Regions from separate parts of the Mus musculus genome. Here all the other regions are linked to region 7. The links are chromatin contacts, called in public HiCAR-type, HiChIP or PLAC-seq and promoter capture Hi-C maps. All regions are on one chromosome and are shown on one strand. Each heading gives the region's core, a stretch centred on a gene start, on an enhancer-like site or on the middle of the called end of the contact. The rest is flanking DNA. Distances are from core to core; before and after follow the strand shown.

Region 1 (3,312 bases), core at 625-3,124, 650 kb after region 7:
CCTGAGTAGAAGACTCAATGTAAATGATTAACCTATAAAACTGGTTGTTCTGGGCATCTCATTTCCAGTGTTGTCTCCCCCAGCTGCTTTGCTAATGGTGCTAAAAGGAATTGAAATCTGTGACAGTGTATGATTGCCAGCCAGGGCTGTAACAGGTGGGATGCTGAAAAGCACCCTCACTAAAAATTCAAAGATAATTCAAACACCTTATGATTTTCAAAGATTTCTACTTTCCTATCTAATACCCCGACTGCCTCAGAATTCTAACGTCCAGATCATGACTGAACTCAGTTTGCGAGTGGTTTTGGTTTGGGTCTTCTCCGACTCCCCCGTTTTCCTCTCTGCCCTGCAGTTGAACAATGTACTAGCAAGAGAGAGCATTACCAGGGAATCCAGAGAATTCACCAAGCTGATAATTAGTTCCAGATAGAGCTGACTGTACCCGTGGACTTGAAGTGTCAGCCCTGAAGGTCGGATCCCTCGCCAACAAATGCAAAGAACTGTGTACGTGAGGGGTTTTCACAAGCTGGTGAAATGCTCTCCCCCCAACGCCAAAAGCCGATTGCAAATTAGAATGTTGTCGAGGGCAATTTTTAAAAACATAACACTCAGATCTCACCACGGTCTTCTTTCTCTCCTGAAAAAAAAGGTGTGCTGACAGCAAGAACCAAGAAAGCAATCTTACAGGGTTTCTCTGTGTAGCCCTGGCTGTCCTGGAACTCACTCTGTAAACCAGGCTGGCCTCCAACTCAGAAATCCACCTGCCTCTGCCTTCCAAGTGCTGGGGGTTAAAGGTGTGTGCCACCACTGCCCAGCTCAGGAAAGCAATCTTAAAATAAAGACCACCCTTGACAGAAAATGCTCCACTGACCCGTGCAGTCTCTCAAACCCCCACTTTCCCCATTTCCCTTAGTAGAAATGTTACCATAGCATCTCTGAACCTCTAACTAAAATGCCTGCTATAAAGTCCAACTGGAAACATTGTGTTCATGGGCATGGGGCCTGACATACTTTATGTTCAACTGTCATTGGCTGAATGGATGGGCAGCTCCTTTAGCTGCTGCCTCTGTGAAGTCAGCGGCTGGATAGGTAGTGATGGCACCACCTCTGCTAACTCTGATGCGCGGAAGCCTGGGTTTTAAGAGTGCCCCAGTCTTCCGAACCATTTTCAAACTAAAATTAGGAAAGTTGAGAACTGCTGCTTTAAAATGTCTTTTTTTCTACCACAGTGCAAAATGTACCTATGCACTGTTCTAACGGGGCCATTGATGTCGCAGTTTATATGTGTTCTGTGTTATATGTGTATTTCAGCTACACTTTGTCTTCACATGGGTTTTAGCGATCTGAACTCAGATGCCCTGTTTCTTTTCTTGGTATATAAAAAGCATCGACAAGACAGAAAAACCCACATAAAGCAGTTTAATTTTTAATGTAAAAAAAAAAATACTTTCAGGGGGAGGACGACTGGAGACTGAACCTAGGGCCCTGCCCCTTCTAGACAATCCCTCTGTCACCACACTTCATCCCAGGCATTTCTGTCGCTTTTTATGTGAAATGGGGTCTTGCCGGCCTTTAGCACAGTCTATATCCCAGGCAGGCCTCCACCTCGTGCCCCTCGGCCTCGCCAGGCCCAGTTTAGATCTGGTTTTTCAATTGTTTCTTTCTGCTGTTCTGGTTTTCCTTTTCGAGTCCTTGAGATCACACTAAGACCCTCACTGACCACGCTACGCTTCAATGAGGTGTTTTACGCTGAGGTTTGCAAGCCTCCTCCGTAAACATAGAGCTTGTGATATCAGTCATTAGAGAGGCACATGGCACCCCTACATTAACACTACAGATCCCACGGAACAGAGGCGCAGCGCCCCCTGGCGGCATCTCCTATGGCTGATGGTCACTTTCTCCCTTTGCAGAAACCGTGTCTGTATCTCAAACACTATTCCTTTTATCCCAGCCTGGTCCTTCGACTCCCTCTGGGTTTCTGTTTGCTTACTCTCTCATACTTAATCTTTACCTTCCAGATGCTTGCAATCTGACAGAGAGCTATAAAGCTCTAGAGCTGACCTTCCTCAAAGCCCCCAGTGCCTCGTTTTCTAAAGGTTTCTAGATAACAGTGCTATCTGCTTGTGTGTGTGCTGTGTGCTTTTATTCGCAGGAACTTCCCTATCGTTTTATAACTTCATAAGCTAATCTACTTCATGTTATTTAAATATTTGCACGCGTGCATTTCATATTACCATGAATAGTAACCGGATTCAAGTGTCCGAACTCTGTGAGTCTGAACGTGTGATTCCGAGGTAGCTACTCCTACTGCTTGCTATTCTCTGGTTATTTCTGGCTCTCCACTTCCCACGCTAGGAATGCGGTTCCTCCTGCTGCCCCCTGGTGGTGGAGAGGCCACACGACACGTTCCAAGCAATACATAAGCTGCAGAGTTGGTCAAAGTGGCGCTTTCCCGAGCCTCTTAGCTGTTGGTGTGAAACCATACAACGTTTGCTTTTCTTCTGTAATAATCCCAGCTCTACGGTTAGTCCAGAGCAGCTCTGTTAACCATGACCCCGGAGGAAGGGAACAAGGAATAGAACTCCCATCTGGCCCACAGAGAGTATGCAATGCAAACAAGAAGGGAGCCTTCAGCATGTGCAGCCCTTGGTATCTGCAATAGTTTGTTCCAGCAAGAATTACCGTTCGGATAAGAACTTGTTTGACGTGCCAGGGCAGCAAGTGATGGAGCCAGAAGAAAGTCTATTTTAATCTCCTCTACTATATTAAAAATTCCTTTGGTCTGGAGAGAGCCCCGAAGTGAAGAGGGAACATTTTTCTTCTAGGGGAGCCAAATTAGTTCCCAGTAGTCACGTCACAACTACTTGTAACAGCCGCTCCTCCGTGGCGATCACGTACCCCTGGCCCCAGGAGCACCTGAATTCATGCGTATCTACCCCTACTCCCGCCCCCAATACAATTTAAAATAATATATGTTTAATCCTCACGGACAGGAATTCTGGTGCTAAAGATTACTGTACCTATTTCAGAAAACGCATTCCAGAAACATGAGAAGTCCACCGCCAAGGTCATGGAACGTCACAGAAAGCCTACGGTCGCTCTCCCATTAATCACCTCGTTACTGACTGTCCCAAAGCTCCTCTTATGGTGGCAGGAGAGGACTTGCCTCCTAGATAAAGACACTGAAGACCAGACAATTGCTGTTTCACCACAGAGAGGTAACTCTGCCCCAGTCCTTCAGAAAGCAAAGCGGCCAGTCACTCCATGGCAAAGTTGGTAAAAGTTGAATGAATGGATGGATGGATGGATGGA
Region 2 (3,374 bases), core at 757-3,256, 620 kb after region 7:
TCACATGATGGGGAAAGAGGTGGGACATCTCAAACGAAAAGCCAAGGGATGTGGGCAGCTTTGGCCGGTTGGGGTATTAACCAGTTTAGCATGGCTCAGCAGCTGTCTTAAGTGTTATGTCAACTATTATGACATAAGCTAAGGGTGTTGAAATATGAGGATGTGTGTTTTCTGACAGGGAACGGGTGACAATTTGAAGGGTCGGTTTTTTAACATGAGAGAAAAAAAAAGAGTAAGAATTCAGAACAGATTGTCAACCAACAGGACCGTGCAAAAGGGTTTATGTCATTGGGGAAAAGTTGGAACTCTTAAGAATTTTTAAGGAAACTACCATTTTCCTGTTATTTCAGAAATATCTGTAAATGCTAGTGTCTTAAAGGAGAAGCACAGGGCAAACTAAAGTATGTTTTCCATTCTTCTTTTGTTATTTATTCTCTGAAACTTCCTAATCCTGTCTCAGATAAAAGATGCTCACCCCTAAGTAAGGTTTCTGCTTTCATTTCCACCAGGGCAGCAATTCTGTAGGACATACAGGGAGCCTGAGATTTTACGCACCCAGCACCCAGATAAAATGTTTTTGGTTAAAAACTGTCCTTGCTTGATAAGATTATCCTATCCAGACCAAGAATTATCTGTCTTGGTCAAAAAGTCTATGTGGTATCAGCATTATTGTGAACGTTTAGGATTTTTCAAAAAGAGGATTTTAGGCCAATGTCAAAATAATAATGTTAACCTCAGGTAGAAGATATTGCTGTCTCATGTTTATTTGGGGTATAGCGCTTCATTGTAGAAGTATAAAGAGGCTTCTCGCTGGATGCATTTTAATCTGAGGGATGTGCGTGAGTGACTTGCAAAATGACCTATGCGTGGACGTCGGGGCATTAGACAAATCAGTAAATACATACGCTCTCTGTCACCAAGATTTTCTTTGTACCTCTGCTAAGGACAATGGTTACTGAAGTGGACACCAAAGTTAGTGCTGGGTGTTTTAAATGTCTAAACAGTACAAAGTTAGCCAGTCTGTCACGCTAGAAATTAGCCAAGAAAGTCTGTCATCATTGTCGGTTTCAGAAAGTGGACAAATATATGAAAGGATAGAATCAAATTCAGCAAAGGAAAGATGGGCAGGTAACTGAGCAGCCCGGAGCATGTGGTCACGTGACCCGGCCACGCCCACCGGCTTTCAGGACACTTACTTGAACAACGGAGTTCCACAGACAACACATTTATATATTCCAGGATCTTTGTGATGTGTGTACTCTCCTTCAAAGGCACTGATAAACGATAAACAGAGCGTCAAAAACTGTTAACAGAGCTAGTGTTACTTCTTATAGAACACACTGGTTTAAATACATTTCTCTGGTAAAACTTTCAAGGGTCTGGGGCCCTAAAATGAGAACAGACCAGACATATGGAAGCTTGAACAATAGTAATATACTTCGAATATATACATATATATAATAAAATGTGCATATAACTACTCCAAACTAGTACAGGTTAAGTCAAAATATCAAGCCATCTAGTAAGTAATACTTAGAATATTTTTCAAATTAAAAAAAAAAAAAAAGCCCACTGTTTGAGTCACATGAAGAACACTGTTACCTAAGATTTCCGCGGCCCCACACCATACAAGAGGGGGACCAGAAAATGTAGCAGGTCCCAAGTCTTCGAGTGGAAGGAGTCTTATTTTTTGGTTTGAAAAGGAATATTGCAGCTTTAAGGAACTGTTTTTCTAAGTTAGCGATCTTACAGGCGCGGAGGTCACTCGGTTAATGCAGATCAGCTGTGTCGCCCAACAAAAAGGCCGTGTGCTCTGCAGCTTGGTTTTATTATCGTTTCGTCCCTCTTTACGAGGTCCAATTTTTTTTATAAACAGAATTTTTTTTTTTTTAAAGAATGACCTAATCTCTGGTTGTTTGTGTGCATTAAATCATTTTGCTAGGGCATGCACACAACATTGGCGGGCAGAAGTCCTGGACCCTGTGATCCAGCCCTGCCGCCGCCGCTGGTACAAGGAAGGCACACCTTGTGAGAGAGCTTCATTGTTCAGTAAACTCAGTGAACAGTGGGGGCTGTGACAGGGAGAGCGTGCTGTCCATTAACAAGGATCCCTGTGTGGGAAGGAAGCTCTTTCAGATCTTGAATGGAAACACAAAGTCACATCACGAATAAACCTGCATCAGGGGGACCATTTACAGCCTCGTGCCGAGCCCCGTGGTATGAATTAGACAACAAAATCATTAGGCCTTGGCAAGTTACTTTTTCGCTGGAATCAGCTGAGAGAGATTTTATTTTATTCACTAAAAAACAGTCTTGGAAGTGAACGACTGCCCCCCCCCCCCAGGATGTAGGGCGAACTTCCAAGGACCAAAGCCATGCAAGGGCAGTTATTGAAAATTTTTGACATTCCAACCACAAATGAGCCAATAAATACTTTCTCCACATGTGCTTCAAAAAGAAATCCGAGTGGGGTGGAAAGGAACTAAATTATGCTACCTTCTTTTTGCAGCCAAAACGTCTATGCTTTACAATGCCACCTTCAAAATGCCAGCCTCCTGGCATAGCGCCACATCCCTCACAGTTTTCCTTGCTGTGATGTCGTCCAAAAAAAAAAAGGGGGGGGGGCACCCAAATCGCTATTGCTTCCACACATTTCACTGTAAACTAAAAACAGGCCCTTAGCAAAAGTCCCGTGGCTTTATATAGATATAGTTCGCTGAGTGGAGAGAAGCAGAAAAGAAACTCAGCTTTAACTCAAACAGTGCCATCTCCAGCCTTTTCAAAGACAGTCATTTGCAGGCCTTACCCAGCATGCATAGTTTCTTTAAAATAATCAACAGGGAAGAAGACTCCAAGGAGTGGGAGAAAGTGGTGCTTGCCTGCTTGCTTGCCTCCCTGCCTGCCCACCTGCTTGCCTGCTTGCCCGCTTGCCCACCTACTTGCTTGCCTGCCTGCCTGCTTGCCTCCCTGCCTGCCTGCCTGTTTGCCTGCTTGCCCGCCTGCCCACCTGCCTGCCTGCCTGCTTGCCTGCTTGCCCGCCTGCTTGCCTGCTTGCCCACCTGCCTGCTTGCCTGCTTGCCTGCTTGCCCGCCTGCTTGCCTGCCTGCCTGCCTGCCAGCTTGCCTGCCTGCCTGCCTGCCAGCTTGCCTGCCTGCCTGCCTGCCTGCCTGCTTGCTTGCTTGCTTTTATTACAGCACACATTACCTTTCAGTTCCTTTCTCCTGAGTGACATGGTACTGTAGGGGTGTCAGCCGCTTCCTCAGTTCCTGCTGGGAAAAGACCACCTTACAGTTCTTTTTATCCCTACATGACCCTGGAAAGAGAGGATATGGGAGAAAGAGCCATTTAGCCTGAATCCTAAATACTTGCTTTGG
Region 3 (3,086 bases), core at 200-2,699, 980 kb after region 7:
ATTCTGAAATTTTTAAAAGTCTTTAATAACCAGATTCTCTTCATAATTCATTTGGTCATGATGTAAAACCACTCATGGCCTGTCCATAAGGTGTCTCAATATGTGTACCTATCCAGTTGTCGGGATACTAATAAGCTTAATGGGAGATAATGGTACCAGCCAGAGGCATTACGAAATCTATAATACTCCTTCTGTTTTAGCTGTATAAAATCAGGCATTATAAATTCTAAAAAATAAGATCTGACCCAAAGAATGCAAGAGCAGATTGGCACCTACACATACGTGGGGATCTCTGGCCATCACCTGGCCTACAGCACAGTGAGCTCCAGGCCTTGAGAGACTCTGTCTCGCTAAACTAAAGGTGGATGGCTTCCTGAGAAACCTTATCTAAGGGTGTCCTGTGACCTCCACATTCCAGAACACATGTGAACCTATTACATATATTAAAACACAGACACACACAGAGACACACACACCTTGTCTCTCAAATGAATCTCCTTCATCTATAACTACAATATTTTTGAGGCTGGCCTTGGGGGGTGGGGGAATCACATGCACCTTGCCAGGTCTCTTTGCAAATCAAAGTGTTGCTGGTGGGAACTCGGGCACTTACAGAATCCTGGAGGGTCAAAAAAGAAAGTTTCTATCTTGTGAGGTTTCTGGGCATCCGGAAAGAGGAAAAGTACAATTTGGGATGGATATCAAAGCCCCAGGCATCTGACAGTCTTGCCTCCTTTCCTGAACCTTGATTGACTTTGTCACTGGGGAGTGACTCCAGAATTTGGGCAACAAGTTTTAAAAACAGTTATCAAAGTCATGTTTCAGTTCTAAGGTTGGCTGTCACTTGAGGAAATAAAAATGTCCTTCCTGTTAGAAGTTATGCAATCCTTAGCTAAGCTGAGCGTGATGGTCTTTGTGATGTCCAGAACTGTGGCAGCATCCCAGGAACCCTTGCCGAGAAGCAACCTCTGGAGAGAGGGGAAAGGTGAGAGAGGGGAGAAGAGAGAAAAGAGCTAGCAGCAACTGAGAGATGTGGATGAAGTTTTACGAAGAAAACATAAGGTAGAAAAGTGTGTAGTTTCTACTACCCCACTTTAAGCTCCGAGCGGACCAAACTACCCGCCCCTACCCTGGTTCCCTTGGATTCACGTATGAAACACACACACACACACACACACACACACACACACACACACACACATTAGCTTAGTTTTAATATGCTTTTTAGCTCAATGACTGGGCTCTTCTAAACCTTCCGTAGCTAACATGCCCTTACCTTCATTCCCAGCTCAACCTCTGTAAATCTGTCCTCAGCTTAGTTACGTTTCTAATCTCCCACCTGCTACCCCAGGCCCCATCAGGGAAGCGGCCAATGGCCACTCCACACAAGACCTCACATAACTGGTGGCTCGCTCTCTCCCTTTCTCACCCTCCTAAGCATTGCGAATATTCTTTCCTGTTCTGTGTCTCCTAGCCTGCCTACAAGAACCTGGAAGTCCCGCCTCTTCTGCCCAGCCATTGGTCACTAGCATCTTTATTGATCAATCAAGAACCAATCGGGGAACAGGACCTTCTGGTGTTCACACGCAGATTCCCAATCAAAGCATCAGAACTACTCCCTACATAGAAGTTCTTCCGGTTGCACCCCTAAGCAGGTATCATAAGCCATTGAGGTCATAGAGAAGTGGGCTGGTGGTGTAAACTGGGTCACAGCCCAACCCCCACCCCCCAGTCACAATAAAACCCAGCAAGGGAATAGATCCCGTGCTTAACTATGGCTACTATGACCTGAGGAAAGAATTTCTTGAGGGAAGATGTTGTTAAATTGCTTTGCCATTAATAAAACTACAGAGCAGAAAGGCCAGCTGCATCATTAATTAATTAATTAATTAGTAATTAGTAAACAGATAAATGAATAACTCCTCCCACACCTCCGATATAAATCCCATTAAACTGCTTGGCACATCTGTAATTTCCAATGTCCGTGTTCAGTCATTCTGGCTTTCAGCCAGAACTTGGTTCTAAATGTATTACTATGAAGTTGGACCAGCTAGTTCCTGCTTGATGGGGTACATTTATCCAATACAAACTCTAGGGAGAAAGGACAGGATGAAAAAGGAGAGCTCCTTCAAAATGGAACCATTTTCCTCATGTTCTGAGATGCTGTTTCTTAAACTAATGACCACTGATGTAGCGCATTCTCCTCTCAGGTTATTTAAGTTTCATAACCTGGGAAGGAGGATTAAGAAAGATGGTGTATGGAAGTGTGTGTGTGTGTGTGAGTGTGTGTGTGTGTGTGTTAAACTGTAGTATGTATAGCTACGTGTAAATACAGGTATGAAGCCAAAGAGTGGGTCACAGAGGAAAGCATCAAGCCTAGAATTTGACAATAGAGCAAGCAGACTGGAAGAAGGAACGCCAACCCAGTTTGTACATGAAATGTACCTAATTCAGCGATAGGATCAAGTATAGAATCTTACTTTGTAAAGTTGTTTTAAAATCACATACTTGCATGCCAGCTGCACTGGAAAAGACCAACACCACTGGTATGTTGCCCTGTGAGAAAAGCTGATGGGATGGGATGGAGGGCCAGGGGGCATAGGGTGACCAGCATGAGACTCTGTAGGAAAGGATGACCCTGAGGAAGAGGCCACTAAGAAGACTATCAAGTGGGTGCCTCTAGTCCTAGATTTCTGAAAATCCCAGGCCCATATGCAGAAGGACTTCTGGCCAAGACAAAAAAAGTTCCAAGATGGTAGGACAGACTTTCATAGTCTAGCCTGCAAAAGTTAGCATAACAAAAGTTTGCCACCACAAATAAGATACACCACACACATGCGCCTATGTGCACACACATACACGGTTATAACACAAGCACCCCGATGCTTCCAGAACGTTACCATCACCCAAATACCATGAACAAATCCAACCTGGGTGGTCCTTGGAGTGCTTTCGTTTCTTCACCACGGTCCTACGGCTTGGTGGCACATGCTTGTCATTTCAGCACTTCGAAGGTAGAAGCAGGGGGGGTCAGAGATTCAAGGCCAGCCTCAGCTACACTGAGTTTGAAGTGAGTTTGAGTTTGA
Region 4 (3,522 bases), core at 155-2,654, 730 kb after region 7:
CTCTCTCTCCCTCCTTCCTTCCTTCTCTCTCTCTCTCTCTCTCTCTCTCTCTCTCTCTCTCTCTCTCTCTCTTTCTTTTTTTCTTAGTTGGTCTCTTCTTTCAGAAGACCTGAGGGAGCTACAGTCCTCACTCTTACCCCCTGCAGCAATGCCAGGCATTCGCAGAGTGGTTCCCATCCCCTAAAGGCCCAGGCAGCTGCGGCTCCCTCCACACTGCTGTCTTCTCCCTATGCTTCTCTGGGGCTCACACCACGGCCTTTTCTCGGATTCTCCCAGTTCAGCCACTTCCTCTTCTATAACCGTGGACCTCTCCGGGTCATTTCAAGTTTCAGATACCAAACTCTTCTTGTGTAGAGCCTTAGTACTTTGACTTATCTTTCCTTTAAACTACATTAATGACTATAAATCAAATTCCTAAAATGTGTAATTTGATCTTCAAAATCTCCCAGTGGTTTCCTAAATTTTAGCTTATAAATTTAAGATGGTACATTTTTTATTTTCCTTCTCTAAACTTCCGTTACCAATTTCAAAAATATAATTAGTTTTGTCAAAGCTTTCAACAAATATAAACTTTTTCTAGTTTTTAACCTGAACATTTACCAACCATTATGTTTTCCTAAGCACATATTTACTATGAACAGGTTATAAGTCAGGATACTATAAAGTATGTGCTACTCTTAAGCAAATACACTGATGGCTGAAAGGACTCCATGGGGCCACAGTGCCAGGGAAGAGACTGGGTGCTGCACGCTGGGCAACGCGAGTCTGGGCACCGAGTGACTACACGTGTTTGCCCTCGTTTACTTTCTATAGCTGTGATAAGAGACTGACCACAGCAGCCTGGGGAGGCTTTACTGGCTTACAGGTTCTGTCTGTCCATCCTTTAGCCCCAGGCTGTGGAGGCAGGACCTGAAGCAGAGATCATGAAGGACTCCTGCTCACAGGCTTACTCAAACTACATCTCCTATACACAGCCCAACCCCACTCCTCAGGGCACCGTTCTAGTGGGCGATCAAGAAACTGGCCCAGCAGACATGCCCACAGGACACTCTTATAGAGGCAACTCTTCCCTGAGAGTCCTTCTCCCCAACTCTGTCTAGGTTTGTGATGTCACACTGACAGCTGGAGGAACCCAAGACCCCTGCCCTCCTGGCACTTATCTTCTACAGAGATTCAAAGAAACAATAAACAAGTTAATGCTAAAAATCCATACATGCCAGATAGGCCTCAGTATTTCAGATGGAAACAATAGGGCTTGATTGTGAAAGAAGCTATTTTTAGTAAGATAATCAGAGAAACCCCTCCCCGCCAATAGCATTTCAATAGACTCCTGGAAGAACATGCCATATGACTCTCTAAAATGTGAAGGTTAGTCACAGAAAGACCAGCCAAGAACACAAAGGCTGGAAGGTAGTTACATGTTTGGTGTGTCAGTCCTGGAATGAAGTAAGCCAGTGCAGTTAGAATACCCTACAGTGGAACAGACAGCAAGCAGTAAGCGACTGAGACTGTAAGATCAATTAAGGAAGTCGGCAAGTGGGATCTTAAACATGTTTTTCATATTTTACTCCAAGGTAGAAACCTGAGAAAACTAGAAGCGTTAGTTATCCACTTCACATTTTTAAAGAACAGCACTTGTAATAAGGAGAAAGTCTAAGAGCCCTAAGCATTTAGTGACTAAGTATCTACTTACAAGACCAGACAAATCGGCAGTTGTATATCTATCGAATGCTTCTCTCAATCAGTGTCACAGGATGCACTCATATCTTTCTATTCTATGCATCTTGAACTAAAGTAAATCACAGTACACAGAAATGTATTTCTCCCAGGAAAATTCTAGACATTTGCTTCTCCTGGTAATTGTCATTCTCTATGTTCTCTGCTTTCTTTCCGCTCTGAGAGTCAAGTCTGCAGCTACAAGCACAAAGGATGTGGAAGTTCTGTAGCTCACGACGACTCTCCTCGTCTCTGACCCTGAGTAGTCTTAGTACCTTCACAACCAGACAGTCTGATGTAACTAGGAGGTGTTTCTTTCTTTCCCTCAACACCTGGAGAAGTGTGGTGCTAAAGACATAAAGAACAGACAGGCTGAAGGCTCGTCTCTCTGATATCAGAGAGGTCCAATCTCCTGACCACTGTGCAGCCCTTTCAAGGGACAGCAATTGCTGCAGCACTCCTGTACTGGGAGCTAGCTTGTTGACACACATTTTAAAGTGCCTCAATTAATACAACACCACTATTTTAGAGAATATATTACTACATTTTGTTCTGAGTGAGACATTGACCCATAAAAAGTTAAGTTACCTCCTTGATATAAATGTGCATAAATTTTGTTAATGGAATTCCCAACAAAATTAAAATCTATTTATGTCTGACTCCAAAGGCTATATACTTTCTCATTATAAAAACCATAAAAACTAAGGTATTTTCTATTTCTTAAAAACCAAAGAGCATTTTTCCCTTGCACTTTCAGACGTTGAGTAACTAAGCTTTAACACCTTATAATAGAACACATCAAAACCAACAGATAAATGGCTAGAAGACTGCTGCTGGAGATACACTGTAGGTTCTTAGGTAAGGAGAACCTCTCAAAACCAGTTCTCAACTACACACAAGGAGATAGATGCATGAGTAGTGTGGCTCGGGACTATCCTGCTCAGCTCAAAAGCACCAGCTCTCAAGACTGCTTTTCTGAGTTCCTAGAACCTATAACTCCTCAGTTTAGTGCTGTGACGACCACGTAGCTTTATCTTGCAAAGCAACACATTCGCAAACAAGTATCAGCTCTAGGCCTCTTGTCCGCTTAGTTACAGGAGTTAAGAATAAAGATAAGCCCTCCTCTCGGTTCATTTTACAGGTCAAACTCTCCCTCTAGACGGGGGCTTTCAAGAGCAGCCTTTTTCAGTTCTAAAGCTCTGTGAACTAGCCCGGGCATGGCAGTGCCCACCTTTAATCCTAGCACTCAGGAGGCAGACAAAGGGGGCTCTGAGTTTGAAGCTAGCCAGGGCTACATGGAGAAACCCTGTCTTGAAAAGCCAAAAGAAAACACACACACACACACACACACGACAAAACCCACACCACTCTATGACCTTAAACTAGGTCCTAAGAAAAATTCAAGTCATCTAAGCAGTAAAATGCAACTATGTAAATTACCAAATATATATATATATACACACATACACACACACGCACACACACACACACACACACACATATACATATATACACTCAAATGTGCAAATCCACCTCTAACATTAGTGGATTAAACAGCCTGATTCTACGGAAGAGGAGGGAGCGGGAGGAGGGAATGTCTCCAACAGCTGAGGAGCACTGCACCTGTGTGGAGGAACACTGCACCTGTGTGGAGGAGCACTGCACCTGTGTGGAGGAGCACTGCACCTGTGTGGAGGAGCACTGCACCTGTGTGGAGGAGCACTGCACCTGTGTGGAGGAGCACTGCACCTGTGTGGCAAGTGCTTCTGAGTCTCACCATCAGCTGATCAGCTGATCTAAATATGG
Region 5 (3,351 bases), core at 440-2,939, 810 kb after region 7:
CCATATGTCGATTAGTATTAACAATGAGCTCCTGATGCCTCTGCCTCTACTTCTTTAGCCCCCAGATTACAGCCTGTGCTACCACAACCAGTTTAAATGTTTTGTTTTAAAGAAAGAGTAGATGTTAAGCTTTTTTGAGGCAAACCGTCTTAATTGTGATTTGCAAGAAGGGGCTTTGAAGTTAGAGCGATCGTGATTTGAATTCCTACTCTTGTCACTCACCAGCTGAATATCTGCGGTCAATTTACTAGACTTTTAAAGCTTTGGTTCCCCATCAGTAAAATGAGAGTAGTAACAGTAGCTGCCTGAGAAGAATTTTTAAAATGAAGCTTCATGGAGTTCACAGTCACAATGGACAGTCTTCGTGTCTAACTCCCAAACACAATACCTTCCTACCAATCTGTTAGATACCTACACAGATTTCACAGTTTTAACACATGTTTCTTCTTCTTCTTCTTCTTCTTCTTCTTCTTCTTCTTCTTCTTCTTCTTCTTCTTCTTCTTCTTCTTCCTCTTCTTCTCCTCTTCCTCCTCCTCCTCCTCCTCCTCCTCCTCCTCCTCCTCCTTCTCTCCTCCTCCTCCTCCCTTCCCATTCCTCCTTCTTTTAAAAAAATATGCTTGTGACCTAACATTTGTTGAACATGTACGCGTCCAAGTCCGGCTTCTATTCTGTAGTTTCTGTTTTTGCCATCCCCTGCTGAGAGACCCACCGCTCTACAAAGGACAGAAGGGAACACAGCCCAGCGCCAGAGTCTAGATCCTTGGGGGGCATTTGCTAGAAAGCCACTGGGTGCAAAAAAAAAAAAAAAAAAAAAAGTAAACAAAGCTTTTCCGGGGTCTGAAAACTTTCTGTGTTTTTGAAAAACCATTTGTTTCTGCTTTCTCTGTACGTTCAAGGAGGCAGGCAAAAAAGCCTTCCGTGCAGAGGTAATGCTGCAAGCCGCCGCTAGCTAAGTGCTCTCCCACCAGACCCTCAGTCTTACCCTCAAGCGCCTAAGATTTCAGAGACTGGGCGTGAGCCTCCTAATGTTTTCCCCCAAATCCAATTTTAAGGGGAGTCCTACCGTCGTAGAGCAGGGATGGGGGGAAAGGGATTACAGCTATCATCGAGGTCCTAGGGAACTATTCCGGGTGCAACTGGGTTATCAAGAAGACAAACCACGCCACCTGTCGGGTGTCTGTCCAGTGCAGAAATAAATGAACGTCCTGCGAGGACCAGCGCCTGCAGTAGCCCGACTAGCCTGTGGAGTCTCAGTATTTAACTTCCTAGGAGAGAGAGAGCGAGAGCGCAAACTGTCAGCTAGAGAAGTCAGAGTTTGCAGACAGGCACACAGAGATGCAGTCTGAAATGTAGTTCGAAGAGAAAGGGTGGGCTGGCTATGTGCTTTCCGTTAGCTCCACTGTTAAACGGAATTTATCTTTGACCACGAATCGAGCCCAGATTTTTTTGTTTGTTTGTTTATAGCACCCCGGCCATCCACACGTGTCTCTTCGGGCGGCAGGAGGCCTGAGTGATGACCCAGAAGTCCCTTTGGGTGTGTTTCTTGGTTGTGTCCCCGTTTTCATTCACCTGGCGCAGGCGAGCGGGGTCTACCGGGTACCGCGGCCCCGCCCCCGCGGCTCCGCAGCGCTCCCTAGTGGCGACCGCCTGCACACCACCGGCCGCTCTCAGTGCTCGCCTTTTGCCAGCAGTTCCCGCGGTTCCTCCCTCTCGAGTGTGCTCCTCTAGCTGCTGGCGCTGTGGGACGTGCTGGCATTGCCAGCTTTGCCAGCATCGTGTCTCTGCGTCCCCCTCTCCCTCCAGCCCCCACCTCTTTCTACGCGGCCGCGCATCCACTCCCTCCTTGCTCCCTCCTCTCCAGCACTCCCAGGCTCACTCGCAACGGAGACTGGAGACTTGCACGCCCAGTCGTTTAAGTAGGAACAGCTCCAGCCCCGCCAGCTGCAGCCAAGGCGAGAACTTCACAAGCAGCACAGGTTGGGTCGCTGCGGCAGGAGTTGCACCACCAGCGAGAAGGTCCTGAGCACCATGGCTCGGAGAAGAGCCTTCCCTGCTTTCGCGCTCCGGCTCTGGAGCATCCTACCTTGCCTGCTCCTGCTGCGAGCGGATGCAGGGCAGCCACCTGAGGAGAGCTTGTACCTGTGGATCGACGCCCATCAGGCTAGAGTGCTCATAGGTAAGGTCCGGCATCTGCACCTTCCCAGTGGTCCTCAGTTTTTCCATTAGAGCGGAGACACGTGCACCGAGTGTGTTTTAAAACAACTTCAAGGGTGACTGCCCCCTCTTTTTAAAAATCAGGATTCTCTATTTAGAGGCTTATGAGATTTTTTTCTCAAAAAAGCAAAGCCGACCCAACATCCCAGCCCTGCTGTTGCTAGTCCTGACTGCAGATTTGTAACAGGAATCCAGCGGTGGCACCCGCTTACTTCACTGTAAGCACTTTTTTTTTTTTTTTTTTTTTTTTTTTTTTTTTTTTTTTTTACCACAGAGAGAGGAAAAATAACTCTGGTACTGTTGTTGGTATCAAAGGCAGGTGCTTTATGAAAAGCAGTGACCTGCACTGGTTCCCAGGGGTTTTGCTTTCTACATGAAACGTCTGTTTCTTAGAAACGCAACTAGTTTGATAGGTTTGTTTATTATTTACACAACAGGATTTGAAGAAGACATTCTGATTGTCTCGGAGGGGAAAATGGCCCCCTTTACACATGATTTCAGGAAAGCCCAACAAAGAATGCCAGCCATTCCTGTCAATATCCACTCCATGAATTTTACCTGGCAAGCTGCGGGGCAGGTAAGTTCTGATAACAGAGCGGTAGAGAAAAGGCACTCTTTTGTATTTCAATTCTCCCGTGGCCCATAGTAATAATAATGGTGTGTGATGTAGCTCCGGTGGCCCGTAGTAATAATAGTGGTGTGATGTATACCATTTAAAATTCCATACAAGTTCTTGCCTGGTTGCCAGAGCACACAAGGGATCAGTTCCAATGTATTTAAAGTTGCCAAGTAAATGGAGAACTCTAAGGGTCAATGTACTCACGATCATTACTTTAATAAGATTTGGTATCCTGAGGTTTTGAGTATAAAGACCCCAAATATCCATATCATGGTGTTTCTGTAATCACTGATATTAAAACATTAACAAAGTATTTAGAAGACTTTCAATACTAACTGATAATCATTTGTGATGGGATTCATACTTCACAACAAAATAAGTTCGTAGGTATTCTTGACATGAATTTTAGAAGGCTGATATGCTGAGTGCTGCAGATACCACACATTTCTTGTAGAAGTTCAGAGACTCAAAAAAAGTAATATAAAATTATGAAAAATAAAGACTACTGATTTTCTGAA
Region 6 (3,373 bases), core at 826-3,325, 670 kb after region 7:
ACTTTACAAGTTGAAACATTGCTTTGATTCGAAGCCTAAATGATGCTCTGTCCTGCAACCTTGGCAGACAGGCAGTTCAGGCACTGTGACAACAATCTAAATGGCAAAGAGCTACTGGGTTTAATGTTAAAAAAAAAAAAAAAAACCCAGACAGCCACATAGGGAACTATTAAAAGCATCAGAAATTCGACTATCAGGTAGGAACAAATTTTAGAACTATGTTTAAATAGTCCAAATATAAACTTGGTGTTAGAACTGACTGGCAAGAGGCCATGGCACAGTTGACTTTGGTCTTCAAAGGCTGTTTGACCACAGACATCAAGTAAGTCCACTTATCACGCACACACACGCACACACACACACACACACGCACACACACGCGCACACACACGCACACGCACGCACACGCACACACATGCACACGCACGCGCACGCACACACGCACGCGCACACACACACGCAAATAATCATTCATACACTCCCTTTCAGCACAATCTGTTCCTTATCAGCCAGCCCAGCAGGTTTTAGAAATCCATTGATAAAATGTCTAGTCAGAATCCGTTGATTCCCAAGAATGAGCGTTAGAAAGCAGCCCCAGGAATATGAGTCGATTTAAAGGTGGGTCCTTTCCGAAGTACAATGTTCCAGAACAAACATAAAACTTCCGTCATTGTTAACGGAAGCACTTACAAACTGCAGTGGGTATACTTAACTATGTACCACTGGTCCTGAGAAACCACTTCGTCAAGTCTATAACCCTGAGAATCTTCCCTGGATAACATTTTATACATCAAAGTACCTTTAAAACCTATTTTGTCTTTTATGCTGCACAGGGTGTAGTCGACTGTCAACTCAAGTGTGCGTTGTGTCCTGGCTAGCCGAACCTCATTTTGACAGTTCAGGCTATCCTAGCCATAGGCAACACAGCGACCACCTAACACCTCCCACATAATCCAGGTTTCTGGTGATTATAACGTTTTGCCTTGCCAGACAAAATGAATCAAGCTTTGATTTGTTTACTCTGTCCAAATTCAAGAGCCCCTGCAACTTAATATTTTCCTTTAAAACCTCCCCTTTGGACTTCAAATAATTAGTTTTTTGACACGCAATGGAAATAGGAAGAAAGAAAGAAAGAAAGAAAGAAAGAAAGAAAGAAAGAAAGAAAGAAAGAAAGAAAGAAAGAAAGAAAGAAAGAGAGAGAGAAAGAAGAAAGAAAGCTCTCTAATACTTTACATATGATTCAAAGAAAATTCTTTTAAATCCTTATTGCCCCCACTTATCGCATAACCTACAAAGGCAGGAACAGTACTTTTTATTCAGATAGTCTGACTTGAAATAGCCCAGTGGAAAAGTTTAAGAAATAAAAAGGGAGGCGGGGGGGGGGGGCTCTGATGCTTGTTTTCACTTGAAAAGAAGACAGAACTGGTACCTGCCCCCTGGAGTTTTGCTGGTACCTGTTTGGGCCTATGAGCCGCCAGCCCGGTCCGGGGTGCGCCCCTGTCCCCAGGGGCCTGGCGACGCCTTCCTGGTTCCCACGCCCTGGCCCGTTATCCCCCGGCCGCAGCTGCGGAGAGGCCCGAAAGAGAGAGAGACGCGCCCTCGGAGCTGCAGCCCGCGCCCCCGACCACCTCACTGAGCCTCCCCGAGGACCCGCGCGAGGACGGCGGCTCAGGTTCCCGTTGGGGACGGGTAAGGTGTCAGCGCGGCGGCCGGCGGGGCGCGGGCTCTCCCGCCTGACCTCGTTCTGCGCTGTCCCCTCGTTGGCGAGGAGCGTCTCCGGGGTCCACGCCGAGACTCTACGGCAGGGGGATGACTCTCAAGACTGAGGGGGCGGCGCGGGCGCTCCCGGGACGGGGGTGGGGGTGGGGGGAAACACTCCGGGTCCCAGGCTGACTCGGAGGGATCGGAGGGCCGGATGGGGCGAGGCGGGGACTCACCGCGCGTCGTGGTGGCCGCGGCCGCGGCTAGGCAGAGACCCAGGCAGAGCGCGATTGGGCACGGGAGGGTCCGCCGCGCACTCTTGGGGAAGACGAGCCTCCGCTGTCCGATCCCTCCTCCCTCCCGGCTCCGGGCGACAGACGGGGCGGCGGGAGGCATGACGGGAAATTCCTGGGCACGGGCGGCCGAGTCCAAATATGAGCATAGCAGACAAGCGAGGGAGGACGGCGGAGCGCGCTGGCCGCGGACGGGGCCCGCTGCCCGGGACGCGGCCGCCGCCAACTCCCGCCTCCGGCGCCGCCTCCACCGCCCCGGGCCAGCCCTGCGGGAACAGGGCTTCCGCGCGTGGGCAACCCGTAGCAGAGCCCCCTGGCAGCATCCACCTGAGACCTTTACTGTAGGGTCAGGGCGCCTGAGAGCTAAGGACCAAAAGTCCTGGCCTGTACCAAAGAGGCTGTGAAGTGCCAGTTAAGGTGTGACATGGTCGCTCTTGTGCCTACTGAATACCCATAATACAGAGGACCACCGACTGCGTCCCAGGGGTCGCACCTGGAGGGGACCTCACCACACCCACTATGTCCAGGTGAGAATGTCCTTATAATCCCCCACTATGTGTGAGTGAGTGTGTGTGAGTGAGTGTGTGTGTGTGTGTGTGTGTGTGTGTGTGTGTGTGTGTGTTGTAGTAAGATTCAGCAAAAGGGCAGTCCCTGAAATTTTACTTGAACACCATATATGGAGTCAAAGCAGGCCGGAAAAGTTTTCGCTCCAGCTAGAGCTGTTTTACAGGACATTCCTCCTCACCTTGACTCAATATTCACTGATACAATCTCTCCCCCAAACCCCAACTCACTCTCTCTCTCTCTCTCTCTCTCTCTCTCTCTCTCTCTCTCACACACACACACACACACACACACACACTTACTTTTGCACACTGTCCAAAGAGGAACTTTGATAATGTATTTTAAGGGCGCTACCTCTGATGACCAAAATGTCAGTCCCAGATGTTTGATTACAGGCCAAGCGCGTGCGAACCTGACTTTTTTTTTTTTTTTTTTTTTTTTTTTTGGCACTAAACTCCACAATTAATCAGATCCAAATGACCCTCTCTCAAGACAATGAATGTAATTATGCCTTAATTACTATAATATATATCCACACACACCCAAACAAATGTTTGACAGGATCTGGAGATGTGGGATGTTATACAATTACTTCTCAGCATATTAAGATGCTGCAAAAGTGATTAATTGATGTCAAACACGGACGGGGGAAATGTCAAGCAGATTTAGAGGGTGGATTATTCTAACATGAACTAGAGGGGGGTAATTTGTCCATCACGCCGCGCTTGAAGATGCTTTATTTGAAAGTTAGTAAACCTCATTTCTAAACAAACTCGATTCTGGCAACACAGGAAGGCCCCCAAGCCAAAACATAG
Region 7 (3,157 bases), core at 604-3,103:
AGCATGTGTATATCTGGGGTCTGCAGAGGCCAAAAGCGGGTGTTGTATCCCCTGGAACTGGCGTTACAGATGGTTGTAACATGGAAACTGCACTGGAGTTCTCTAAAAGAGTAGCAAGCACCCTTCAAAATCACTGAGCCATTTGTCAGCTCATTCTTCACCTCTAAAAATGTCTAGTTTATAAGTGGAAAATCACTGGTGTAAAATAGATTTGATAAAAATGAACGGTGTTTATATTTAATGGCAACAAATTTCATATGGTTAGTTTTTATAAGAGCTTTTTCATGCCAAATTGTGGAATGTGTCTTAATACATAATAGGTTGATTTTATTTTCCAAATTTCTGTTCAAAAGCCACAGCCTTTTGGTACATGAAGCTGCCAATTTAGAGCATCTGTAAGGTTGATTTTTCAAACCCAGGGCATGCACGCTTCCTCTTGTTATAATGCCAACTGTATTTTTCCTGGGTTAAAAATCTCAGTGCTTGCTCCACTATATGCATGGTTTCTTCAAAAAGACACAGCTCTTCTAGCAATTAAACAGGGATTTTATAAGTCATCACTTATAAAGGGGGCTGGAGACCTGGTTCAGTGGTTAAGAGCACCTCTTGCTCTTGCAGAAGACCTGGGTTCAGTTCTGTGGTGATTTGGATATGCTTGGCTCATGGGAAGTGGCAATATTGGGAGGTGAGGCCTCATTGGAATAGGTGTGACTTTATTGGATGAAGTGTGTCACTGTGTAGGTGGGCTTTAAGGTCCCTAGTGCTCAAGCTCCAGCCAGTTCAGAAGAGAACCTCTGGCTGCCTTCAGATCTGGGCTTCTCCAGCGCCATGTCTGCCTGCATGCTGTCATGCTTCCTGCTATGACGACAATGGACTGAACCTCTGAAACTGTGAGCCAGTCCCAAATAAATGTTTTACTTTTTAAGAGTTGCTTTGGTTATGGTGTCTTCACAGTAATGGAAGTAAAACTAAGTAAAACTGGTTCCCAGCACCCCTGTGGTGACTCACAACCAACTGTAAATCCAGTTCAAGGGATGAGATGGCCTCTTCTGGCCTCTTCTGGTACCAGGCACACATGTGGTACACATACATGCTTGAATGTGGTGATCTGTTGAAAACACTGTTTCCAGGTAAGTCTGGGTAGTTAACGTTTGTTGCCTAATCACCCACTGAAGATCAATGAATGAGGTACTATCTAGGCCCTAAGACACTCTTCTTATCTTTCACAAGTGTTAAAGAGACTTGCGTATCGCCCATAGCTTGTGCAATATTAGAAGCACATGCAAAAACCACACCTTTTTTTGTAAACTCATTCACCCTAGGTTAGCTTTGTCTCAGGTATGTAATAGTTTGGACAGATCAACATTGGTTGAAATAGCTTGTTTTACCCTTTAAATTCGTGGGGATAAGGAAAGATTATTCTGTTGGGTGACACTTTGAAATATAACTGGCATGCAGTCGACGTGACGTATTTAAGTTGTACAATTTGATACATCCTCACAGCCGCGTACCTCCTAGGATCCTCAGCCGAAATGAGAAAATTTCTAGACTGCAATTAAACAAAAACAAAACTCAGAAAGGGCTCCAGGATGATCAGAGCTGAGCAATCCCTTTGGTATCCTTTCTCGTGAGGCTGTCACAGACAGGGCCCCCGGCCAGGCTTGGCCCATCCAAGGCTTTGAGATGCTTTGATTTATAATTTGCCACTCCCGACAGGAAATTCCTTAAACTTTCTCCTGTAGGTGTAGGGGTCAGCCAAAGCCTCGGGATGACAGAGACAGCTGGTTGACCACGCCTCCCCAAAGACCACGCCTCTCAAGGATCCCGGCATGCTGTGCGCTGGCCCCTGAACGGAAGCCGGAAGCGCCTGTACTTCCGGTTGGCGTCCCACGCGTGGTGCGCGGTGTTGTCTCTCAGGTGAGTTGCGTGGGCTTTGGACTCAACTCCGCGGCGTGAAGGACTGGCTCGGACCCTGCCTCCGCGGCGAGACCTGACCGCATCCTCGCTCGGTGCGGGGCTCGGGAGGGCGAGGCTCGGGGTCCCGCACACGGACCACTGGTGATTGCTGACGCTCAGGGGACCTCACCCAGCCACCCCACGGTTCTCGTGACCTGTACGGTGTGCAGCAGAGCGGTGGCCCCGGGGGATCCGGCTCAGCCCCGCAGTCCGCAGACGGGGACGGTAGCTCCGGGTTGAAGCCGAACTTGGTAGAAAGGAGCTGACAGGAGTCGGAGGATCAGAGCGAGCCTTAGGGAGAGCCATTTCCAGACCTAGATCGGAGATGTGACGGTCCTGAAGTGGGCGTTGTGCGGACTGGAGCTTGCGTGCGTGTGGGGCTAGAGAGTAAGTCGGAGGCCCGAGAGGAGCGGGATGAGCTTTGATACACGAGGGGAGGAGTCTTTAAAAGGCAGGGAGCTATGGTTTAAGCTGTTAAAAGTTCACACTAAAGATGTGGTGACGGATATTGGATAAGAACAGCGCAATAGGTGATTTTAAGGCGGAGCTGTTCGCTTTCTGTGTCTACTATGCATAGCTGCTCTTTGAGAACGGCTTGAATTAACGACTTGTTCCTACTTAAAGGGGCCTGACGTGTCCGGACTTAGTCCTTTCATGCTCTGCGCTGATTATTACATAAGCTAAGCATGAGGGCACAGCACAACTTCTCTTCCATCTGTCCCAGTTCTGAAGAGAAGGCTGCTTGGCCACGTCCTTGCCAGTCAAGGGTGTGAGCAGTAAACCTTTTGTTTGTGTTTCTGTTCACCGCCAGGTGAAGCATGGCTAAAAGCCTGCGGAGTAAGTGGAAGAGGAAGATGCGGGCCGAGAAGAGAAAGAAGAATGCGCCAAGGGAGCTCAACAGACTGAAGAGTATCCTCAGAGTGGACGGGGATGCTCTAATGAAAGACGTTGAGGAGATAGCAACCGTGGTGGTAGCCAAACCTCGCCAGGAGAAAATGCAGTGTGAGGAAGGGCGGTGTGACGGCGCAGATGAGGAAAAGGGTGAGCCTCGGTCTTCATTTACATGGTTTTTCTAAAAAATGATCCACTTTTCTCTTAGGGGTCGGTCTCTCTCTGTCTTTTTAAAGCCGTCTTCTACCCATTCTACTTGTCCCTAGTGTCAAGTCCAAAAGAAACTGGGGACAAATGGCTAGCTGTGGAG

The links. Promoter capture Hi-C pulls out the DNA fragments that hold promoters and counts their contacts. HiCAR-type assays count read pairs that join an accessible place to other places. HiChIP or PLAC-seq counts read pairs in DNA pulled down with a chosen protein or histone mark.
Region 1: a contact with region 7 is called in an H3K4me3 HiChIP or PLAC-seq map of bone marrow-derived macrophages, with 15 times the contacts expected there. The contact joins the enhancer-like site here to the promoter of Llph in region 7. A contact is called at or near these places in 26 of 39 promoter capture datasets (the 3T3-L1 cell line, 3T3-L1-derived adipocytes, the C10 cell line and 15 more), 8 of 15 datasets of contacts at CTCF or cohesin (the NIH/3T3 cell line, embryonic stem cells, hippocampal excitatory neurons and 1 more), 70 of 484 Hi-C or Micro-C datasets (B cells, the G1E-ER4 cell line, LSK cells and 36 more), 44 of 115 datasets of contacts at active chromatin or transcription factors (the 230-238 cell line, DN3 thymocytes, the NIH/3T3 cell line and 30 more) and 3 of 9 other capture datasets (adipose tissue, embryonic stem cells and liver).
Region 2: an H3K4me3 HiChIP or PLAC-seq map of embryonic limb bud shows a contact between it and region 7, with 7 times the contacts expected there. The contact joins the enhancer-like site here to the promoter of Llph in region 7. A contact is called at or near these places in 20 of 39 promoter capture datasets (the 3T3-L1 cell line, the HPC-7 cell line, HPC-7-derived erythroid cells and 12 more), 3 of 15 datasets of contacts at CTCF or cohesin (embryonic stem cells, hippocampal excitatory neurons and large pre-B cells), 18 of 484 Hi-C or Micro-C datasets (B cells, the G1E-ER4 cell line, bone marrow-derived macrophages and 10 more) and 23 of 115 datasets of contacts at active chromatin or transcription factors (the NIH/3T3 cell line, the SCID.adh cell line, acute myeloid leukemia and 15 more).
Region 3: a contact with region 7 is called in a HiCAR-type map of astrocytes, with 4 times the contacts expected there. The contact joins the promoter of 4930432O09Rik here to the promoter of Llph in region 7. A contact is called at or near these places in 2 of 39 promoter capture datasets (liver and stem cell-derived epiblast-like cells) and 3 of 115 datasets of contacts at active chromatin or transcription factors (the NIH/3T3 cell line, astrocytes and bone marrow-derived macrophages).
Region 4: a contact with region 7 is called in an H3K27ac HiChIP or PLAC-seq map of extraembryonic endoderm stem cells, with 4 times the contacts expected there. The contact joins the enhancer-like site here to the promoter of Llph in region 7. A contact is called at or near these places in 11 of 39 promoter capture datasets (3T3-L1-derived adipocytes, the C10 cell line, the HPC-7 cell line and 7 more), 1 of 15 datasets of contacts at CTCF or cohesin (pro-B cells), 11 of 115 datasets of contacts at active chromatin or transcription factors (the NIH/3T3 cell line, astrocytes, bone marrow-derived macrophages and 8 more) and 3 of 9 other capture datasets (adipose tissue, embryonic stem cells and liver).
Region 5: a contact with region 7 is called in a HiCAR-type map of astrocytes, with 4 times the contacts expected there. The contact joins the promoter of Wif1 here to the promoter of Llph in region 7. A contact is called at or near these places in 10 of 39 promoter capture datasets (the 3T3-L1 cell line, HPC-7-derived erythroid cells, cranial neural crest and 7 more), 1 of 15 datasets of contacts at CTCF or cohesin (large pre-B cells), 5 of 484 Hi-C or Micro-C datasets (CD4 T cells, embryonic fibroblasts, muscle stem cells and 2 more), 7 of 115 datasets of contacts at active chromatin or transcription factors (the NIH/3T3 cell line, astrocytes, bone marrow-derived macrophages and 4 more) and 2 of 9 other capture datasets (adipose tissue and liver).
Region 6: a promoter capture Hi-C map of second pharyngeal arch cranial neural crest shows a contact between it and region 7. The contact joins the promoter of Msrb3 here to the promoter of Llph in region 7. A contact is called at or near these places in 23 of 39 promoter capture datasets (the 3T3-L1 cell line, 3T3-L1-derived adipocytes, the C10 cell line and 13 more), 2 of 15 datasets of contacts at CTCF or cohesin (the NIH/3T3 cell line and large pre-B cells), 2 of 484 Hi-C or Micro-C datasets (B cells and bone marrow-derived macrophages), 28 of 115 datasets of contacts at active chromatin or transcription factors (DN3 thymocytes, the NIH/3T3 cell line, acute myeloid leukemia and 18 more) and 3 of 9 other capture datasets (adipose tissue, embryonic stem cells and liver).

What each region holds. Positions count from the first base shown.
Region 1 is chr10:120,874,002-120,877,313 of GRCm38.p6, forward strand. All of the region lies in intron 1 of Msrb3 (methionine sulfoxide reductase B3), which reads right to left. Among named protein-coding and RNA genes, the nearest start is that of Gm15910, 18 kb to the left of the region's middle. Within about 2 kb of position 1,875, at least 56 of the 459 cell types and tissues checked have an H3K27ac peak or open chromatin away from gene starts, as enhancers often do. A contact at or near this core is called in B cells, adipose tissue, bone marrow-derived macrophages and 8 more, where this site is marked.
Region 2 is chr10:120,848,780-120,852,153 of GRCm38.p6, forward strand. It overlaps Msrb3 (methionine sulfoxide reductase B3), which reads right to left. Exons shown (of 7, transcript NM_177092.4): 3 at 3,205-3,313; 4 at 1,197-1,274. Among named protein-coding and RNA genes, the nearest start is that of Gm15910, 7.2 kb to the right of the region's middle. Within about 2 kb of position 2,007, at least 39 of the 459 cell types and tissues checked have an H3K27ac peak or open chromatin away from gene starts, as enhancers often do. A contact at or near this core is called in embryonic forebrain, embryonic limb bud and neural progenitor cells, where this site is marked.
Region 3 is chr10:121,201,200-121,204,285 of GRCm38.p6, forward strand. 4930432O09Rik (RIKEN cDNA 4930432O09 gene) reads right to left here and starts at 1,450. Exons shown (of 2, transcript NR_152796.1): 1 at 1,277-1,450.
Region 4 is chr10:120,954,272-120,957,793 of GRCm38.p6, forward strand. All of the region lies in intron 1 of Lemd3 (LEM domain containing 3), which reads right to left. It overlaps Gm50589 (a long non-coding RNA gene), which reads right to left. Exons shown (of 2, transcript XR_001779658.2): 1 at 3,403-3,522; 2 at 508-3,360. Among named protein-coding and RNA genes, the nearest start is that of Gm50589, 10 kb to the right of the region's middle. Within about 2 kb of position 1,405, at least 23 of the 459 cell types and tissues checked have an H3K27ac peak or open chromatin away from gene starts, as enhancers often do. A contact at or near this core is called in the NIH/3T3 cell line and extraembryonic endoderm stem cells, where this site is marked.
Region 5 is chr10:121,032,315-121,035,665 of GRCm38.p6, forward strand. Wif1 (Wnt inhibitory factor 1) reads left to right here and starts at 1,690. Exons shown (of 10, transcript NM_011915.2): 1 at 1,690-2,176; 2 at 2,652-2,791. The coding sequence starts at 2,029.
Region 6 is chr10:120,896,896-120,900,268 of GRCm38.p6, forward strand. Msrb3 (methionine sulfoxide reductase B3) reads right to left here and starts at 2,076. Exons shown (of 7, transcript NM_177092.4): 1 at 1,938-2,076. It overlaps Gm4473 (a long non-coding RNA gene), which reads left to right and starts at 2,152. Exons shown (of 2, transcript XR_001779656.2): 1 at 2,152-2,521.
Region 7 is chr10:120,225,207-120,228,363 of GRCm38.p6, forward strand. It overlaps Llph (LLP homolog, long-term synaptic facilitation (Aplysia)), which reads left to right and starts at 1,854. Exons shown (of 3, transcript NM_025431.2): 1 at 1,854-1,917; 2 at 2,768-2,997. The coding sequence starts at 2,775.